Linked DNA regions of Mus musculus: region 2 is linked to region 1. The links are chromatin contacts, called in public promoter capture Hi-C maps. All regions are on one chromosome and are shown on one strand. Each heading gives the region's core, a stretch centred on a gene start, on an enhancer-like site or on the middle of the called end of the contact. The rest is flanking DNA. Distances are from core to core; before and after follow the strand shown.

Region 1 (3,342 bases), core at 257-2,756:
CATTTCACTATCTTGTATATTACAATTTTTTTGTTGTTTTTCAAGACAGCCCTGGCTGTCTTGGAACTCACTCTGTAGACCTCCAAGTCAGAAATCCGCTGGCCTCGGCCTCTGCCTCCCAAGTGCTAAGATTAAAGGCATACGCCACCACTGGCTGGCCTGCAAAAGCACTTTAATGGTGCCATTTTCTTTCAGATCTACCTTTTTTTTAAAAGCTGTGTTAATAGATATCTGCAAATTTAGAATACTGTCAGCCGAAACTTTCCTATTCTATGTACACACTGATGTCCTTCATATCCATTATTTACTATTTCATGTTCCTAAAACCATCCCACTTACAGGGCTTCAGTCTGTCAATAGGTCTTGTTTACACCAAGTCCCATCACAGAACTAGTTGCATGTGGCTGGCAGAAAGTCACTATTCTCTCATTCAGATGGCTATGGATCCCTCCCCACATCTAGCTTTTCAGAACCAACCAGTATCCATCATCAGTTCCGTTGGAAAAGGCAAGCTCAACCGTTTTGAAACAGGAGGCAGGGAAGGTAAGGTGATAGGTGCTTCGCAGAGGGGAACAAGGAAGGGGTGGTAACAACTGCGTCAGAAACAGGTTCTGTGGAAGGTGTGCCGCATAACGTGGAAAGTACTGGAACCTTAGGGTGGGGACAGGGGCGCTAGCTGGGGTTCTAAGTAAAGTGTTATGCTGCAGGTGGCTGAGAGTTCACTGAAAAAGCATCCAAAGTGGCCAAAAACCTGAGGCCGATCAGGAGGTTGGCAGGGCTGAGCTGGGAGGGTGTGGTCCTTGTAGGCTCTCGCCCCCTCTAATCTGCCGCTAAGCTAGCTGCAGAACCGCTAGACAAGCTACCACATCTCACTCACTGGTCTGAGTGACAGACACTTCCTATGTCTAGTGTCTTACTGGTCAGTCGAGAAAAAAGAGGGTGGGACAAATAAGTATTCTCCTTCTGATTGGTCAACCCGCTGGTTCTTGTCAATTAGAGATGAACTGGGTTCTCCGCCATGTTGAATAGCGCGCTGCAAAGCCTGTTCTTTTCTTGGGATGGTCACCCAACACCCGGTCCTTCCTGTCCCTCTGTGCCCTAATATGTTGATCCAGCTAGTTAAAACGCGCTTTCTGCTTTAAGTCCGTATACCGCGAGAAGTTCTCGTTTAGGTAGTTAGACAGAAATAAAGCTAGAAACCAGAGAAAAGCTCAGTCCCTTGCCGGAGACCTGGGTGTCATTCAAGTGAATCAGTAATTGTTCCGGCGCTGGTGAGACTCCCATTGAGCAATTAGCTTGAAGATTGCGTTTTACTTTAGCTTGCTGTGGTAGTCGTTTGTGTAGCTTCAGACAGTTATGCTTCTAGAAACCGCAGGCTTGTATCAGAAACCATCATTAGACACTAGCTGGACTCGGGGTTCGCATTTGTGACAGTGAAAAAGGACGTTGCGTGCGTTATGGTCCGTCGCCACCTCCTGTAGCGTCCCTAGTAACCGAGCCCCTAGTAACCGCTCGCCCCAAGCCAGGATCTGTGAGCTAGGTGGCAGCGCCTGCACGCCGCCCTGGGCGGGCGCGGGCGCTTGGGCTTGGAGGCGGGGCGATGGCTTCGCCGCACCAGGAGGCCAGACTGGCGGCAGCCAGCCTTCTCCTGTCTGCAAATCCCATCACCGGAGCAAGGGTCGCCCAGTACGAAAGCGAAGACTCCTTAGAGTCCTTGGTAGCAGCGGGGTTGGCGGCGGCCATGGAGGAGGAGGAACAGAAGAAAGTGTGGCAGATGCGGGCGTCGGTAATGTGAGAGCCCGGAGGGGTCTGAGGGCTGTCCGATCGTCTCGGGCAGGACGGGTGGAAATGCGGTGTCCTCTGTAGACCCTCCCTGCTCTCTGCCCCAACTAAAGGTTGCTGCAAAACTTTATTGGAGAGTGGTTTTTTTATAGCTATTTCTAGAGTATGCAAAGAACAGAACTCTACTTCCTATTTATTCTCCAGTATATCTTGGGAATAAATAATTTTTTAGTTCTGATTTTTACATTTATTTTTGCCCCCCCCCCCCCCGAAGACAACTGATGTGCCCATAGTTTTCATAAAAGATCAACTTTCAGATGATAAGTTGTACTGACAAGTGTGTTTTATCAGTTTTTGTTAGGAGTGGATTTTAGCAGTCCATTAGCAAACCGTGTTTGAAGTTCAGTGGACAGATGCTCCAGATGTAGAGAAGCATCCAGATAAACAAACCGCCGAAATCCCAGTTCCCTAAAGGGATGATATGGGTGCAGTGAGATCTTTTCACAAAACATTTTCAGTATTATGTCCTGGATGTGTTATATGTTTCTAGCAGAAGGATATATATGGAGGAGGAGATTATACACACACACACATAATCTCTACCTCTGGAAAAGCAACCAGTACTTATAACCACTAAGCCATCTCTCCAGCAATGCTTTTATTCTTTAAAAATTTCATACAGTATATTTTGAATGTAACCACCCCCTCTCCTTCATCTGTTCTATTCATTTTGTGTGTTTGTTTTTAGATTTATGTGTATGAATGTGTGCCTTGGGAGTTACTGAGAGTTGTGAGCTACCATATGGATGCTGGGAATCAAGCCCAGGTCCCCTGCAAGAGCAGCAAGTGCTCTTAACAGTTAAAACATCTTAGCATCCTTTTAAATTTTTGTTTGTTTTCTGAGACATAGCCTGGCTGTTCTGGAACTCACTCTGTGTAGTCCAGGCTGGCCTCAAACACACAGAGCTCTGCCTACCTCTGCTTCCTGAGTTTAAAGGTGTGTAATAAAAACGCCCAGCTTTTATTCACTTTAAAAGCCGGGAACCTTGGACTTAAACCAGCACTCTGCTGGGATAAAGCACCAGGACGGGCACTCGCTCCCTCGACACCCTGTTCCTTAGCAGTGCTGGGGTGGGCCGAAGGGTTTGTGCTTGCTAGGCAAGTGGTGTACCAACAGCTACATCCTCGGCTTTTTTGTTTTATTTTAGACAGTGACTCCTTTGGTCCAGGATTGCCTCAAATTTGCTATTTGTGGCTAAGGATGACCTTAAACTCCTGATCCTCCTGCCTCCACCTTCCAAGTAATGGGATTAAGCGTATGGGGCCCCAGGCCTGGCCTGTAGCAAATGTTTCAAGGTTATGTAGAGTGAAGCAGAGCCTAACCAGCTATGAGGTTCAGAACCCTAGGACTGGTTTATACCTGATAATCATTCAACACAGCCTGTCATAGGTTACAGAAGGTGAAATGCCAGGGAAGGCAAGAGCTTGGACCCGGGTCAGAAGCCGTTTTCTTCTATGTGCTGGGTGATCTTAGGCCGTGATTTCTGTTTCTTTGTCTAT
Region 2 (3,342 bases), core at 420-2,919, 720 kb after region 1:
CTTGGGGCTTGGGGTGACGTTGCCAGTGTTTCCAATTCCTCACTTGGAAGGTGGAAGCAGGAGGATTGAGATCAAGTTTCCGTAGTCTGGGCTACATGACACCTTGACTCAAACAAATCAAAGCCATGGCCTTTGGTAGGTTGATGTAAATAGGTCTGGTTGTATGTTGGCATCCAGGCTGGTGGGAACCAGTTTGCCATAGCTTACTTTTTAATACACATCTCAAGTCAGAGTTTAGAAATGACCTCTCTTTTGTAACATTTTTAAATTCTATTTATTTTCCCTTCTACTTGCCAAAGTAGTTGGTATTGCATAATCTTTTCCTTAAAGAGACCTAGCTACATTAAAGAATTTGTACATGGAGACTTTGGGAGAACCAAACCAAACCTTGGCTCTTTGATGAACGTGACTGCAGACATTCTTGAGCTGGATGTGGAGGTAAAGTATTTTATGGGGAAATGCACACTACCTGTAAGTCACACGCAGATACATTAGGTCTTCTGACAACAAACCAAGTAGCACCACCTGTCTTCATGGGTATTTTTTATATGAAGGGTGTTTTGTGTCTTAGATTTATTTTCTTTTTGTCTGTGAGTATTTTGTCTGCATGTGTCTGTACACCACATGTATTCCTGGTGCTCCCAGAGTTGAGAAGGAAGTGCTGGGTCCCCTAGAACCAGAGTTATAGATGGTCACAAGCCACCATGTGGGTGCTGGGGATGGCATGCAAGTACTCTGAAGGAGCAGCCGATACTCTTAACCATTGAGCATTTCTCTAGCATTTCTCTATACTGGAAAGAATTAGCTCTGGAATTTTATTAAAACAAATAACAAACCAGGATCCCATTTGCGATACTTGTAGATTATGTAGCTAAGTTACTAATTGATATTAGGTACTGTTGTTAACTGATTTACCTATGGCATCAGGTTAAACCCTTAAAGAAAAGAAAGAAATAAAGTTGTAACTGTGCCTCACACATCCTTCTGAATGCTAGGGTTATGTGTAATACAGAATTTTAGAGCTGGGTAGGGTGGGGGTTGTGTGTGTGTGTGGGGGGGTGCACATCTCTAATCCCAGCACTTGAGAAGCAGAGGCTGGTAGATCTCTGAGCTCAAGACCACCCTGGTCTACACAGTTCCAGGACAGCCAGGGCAATTTAGAGATAGCTGCTCTCAAAAATTGAGTTGGATGGTGGATTTTAGGGCTGGGCTCATCTCAGTAATGGCAGTTGCTGCCAAGGTTCCACTAAATTCAGTCCCTGGAATCCACGTGGTAGAAGTAGAGACTCCACCCTCATTTCATGTGTTTTGGCATGGGGACATGTATGTATGAATGAGCATGCACAAACACATACACACACATACATGCATACATGCATACATACATACATACATATATATACATACACATCTTGGGATTTATGAAAACTTTTTGCTGTGTGTACCTGTGCAGTGGTTTTTTTGTTTTTTTGCTGTTAGGGAATCTGGAGTGTGAAGTCACCCATGGGCTAACGAATGCATGAGTTTCAGTAAACCAAATCAAGCTTTTGCTTTTGTTTGGTCTTAATGTGGCCCAAGCTGGCTTGGAATTTGCCTTGTGGTTCAGGCTCCCCGGTGCTGTGAGTACAGATGTTCACCACTGCACCTAGCAAAGCTTTATCTTAAGGTCCCACAGAGAAACCAAGATAGGGCGTGTTTGGCCTGCCCAGAATGTGAGTCTGTGTGTTTTGGTGTGTCTGGAATGTGATTGTGTGGGCCGGAATAGATTGCTTGCTGTGACTATAATCTACAAGAACACAGTGAGGGTGAGTTGCAGTGGAAAGTAATATGATTTATTTCTTTATTTTTATGTTGTGGGACAGGGTCTTATGGAGCCCAGGTAGGCTGTGAACTCGATCCTCCTGCCTCTATCTCTGAAGTGCTAAGATTCCAGGCACATGGGCTGGCGAGATGGCTCAGCAGATAAGAGCACTGACTGCTCTTCCAAAGGTCCTGAGTTCAAATCCCAGCAACCACATGGTGGCTCACAACCACCTGTAATAAGATCTGATGCCCTCTTCTGGTGTCTGAAGACAGCTACAGTGTACTTATGTATAATAATAAATAAATATTTTAAAAAGATTTCAGGCACATTTCATGACACCTGGCTTGAAGAATTCTGAGATCAGAAGATACTTGGTGCTTTTCTGGTTCTGCTAATTTTCTGTATTCATCTGCCTTACATTTAATCACACACTGCTTGAGCCATGTGCCATTCTGGCCAACAGTGATTCCATTAAGTGTCACCTGTTGACATTGTACTGTAGTACACCATGGTATTTGCCCAGTGATGGAGTCACCTAAAAACACATTTCTCAGCATGTGGCCCTACAGTTTTGCTGTGTTAAATAGGAGGGTGGTAGAATGAAGGACAGTCAGAGCAACCGTTGTTGAGACTTCTGAGGAAAAATAGTGTGGCTACCCAACTTTGAATTTGTTTCTACTTTACTCATAACTGACATTACAGTTTTTCAGTTTCTTCTCTTAGGAGTAGAGAGGTCTAATAGTAATTGTATCTTCGTTAGTTCAGAAATGGCCCTCAGTGTTGCTGCTCTTAGCAAATGTAATTCTCTTGCATTACGGTAAAACTGCCCCAGAAATGCTTGCCCGAATTCCTGTTGTACTGATTTGTTTCCTCCTTTTAGTCTGTAGATGTTGACTGGCCGCCTGCTCTGGATGACTAGCTCCCACGTGTGAACACAAAAGGCTTTCCTGGCATGATGTGGACATACAGGCAGCATATCCTGGAAAATGACTGTTTACCCACCATAACGGTGTCTTCAAAACCACTTGGATCATGTTGATCTGTTCCTAAAGTTCACTGTAACATCTCAGGATCTATTTGTACGCATATTTTGTGTTGTGTTGTGTTGTTCTAAGAATGTCTTATGTTTTCTCATTCCCTGTCTCATGACCACAAAACCAAAATAGAAGGAATGAAACCATTTTCCTTCTAAAGTCTGTTACTTAGAGAGAGATGTAATGGGAGGCCCTGTCAGTCAGGAGAGCTGGGACTTCTAGCATAATCTCCTGCAGGGGATGATACCTTCAAAGTAACTTGCTAAAGCTTTCAGATCATCTGAATAAATGTTACAACTAGACTCATGTAGAAGAGTGTCCTATAATATTCCAATATGTCAAATGTAAATCTGATTCTAATATTTTCCAGTTACTCTCAAACAAGCTTCTATTATCAATAGAAGTACTTTAAGGAACAATTTGTCATAGTCCTTATGACCTCAAGTGACTATTTTGACAATCGAAAATTGTCAGTATGTGTCTCCTGCAAAGCAAGTGACACCT

Evidence for each region. Promoter capture Hi-C pulls out the DNA fragments that hold promoters and counts their contacts.
Region 2: a contact with region 1 is called in a promoter capture Hi-C map of hippocampal neurons, with 2.5 times the contacts expected there. The contact joins the enhancer-like site here to the promoter of Fam161a in region 1. A contact is called at or near these places in 4 of 39 promoter capture datasets (the C10 cell line, hippocampal neurons and liver), 1 of 484 Hi-C or Micro-C datasets (LSK cells) and 1 of 9 other capture datasets (pancreatic islet).

The regions. Positions count from the first base shown.
Region 1 is chr11:23,006,841-23,010,182 of GRCm38.p6, forward strand. Fam161a (family with sequence similarity 161, member A) reads left to right here and starts at 1,507. Exons shown (of 5, transcript NM_001363283.1): 1 at 1,507-1,786.
Region 2 is chr11:23,728,637-23,731,978 of GRCm38.p6, forward strand. Pus10 (pseudouridylate synthase 10) reads left to right here. Exons shown (of 18, transcript NM_028304.3): 17 at 339-438; 18 at 2,685-3,342. The coding sequence ends at 2,723. Among named protein-coding and RNA genes, the nearest start is that of Rel, 41 kb to the right of the region's middle. Within about 2 kb of position 1,670, at least 28 of the 459 cell types and tissues checked have an H3K27ac peak or open chromatin away from gene starts, as enhancers often do.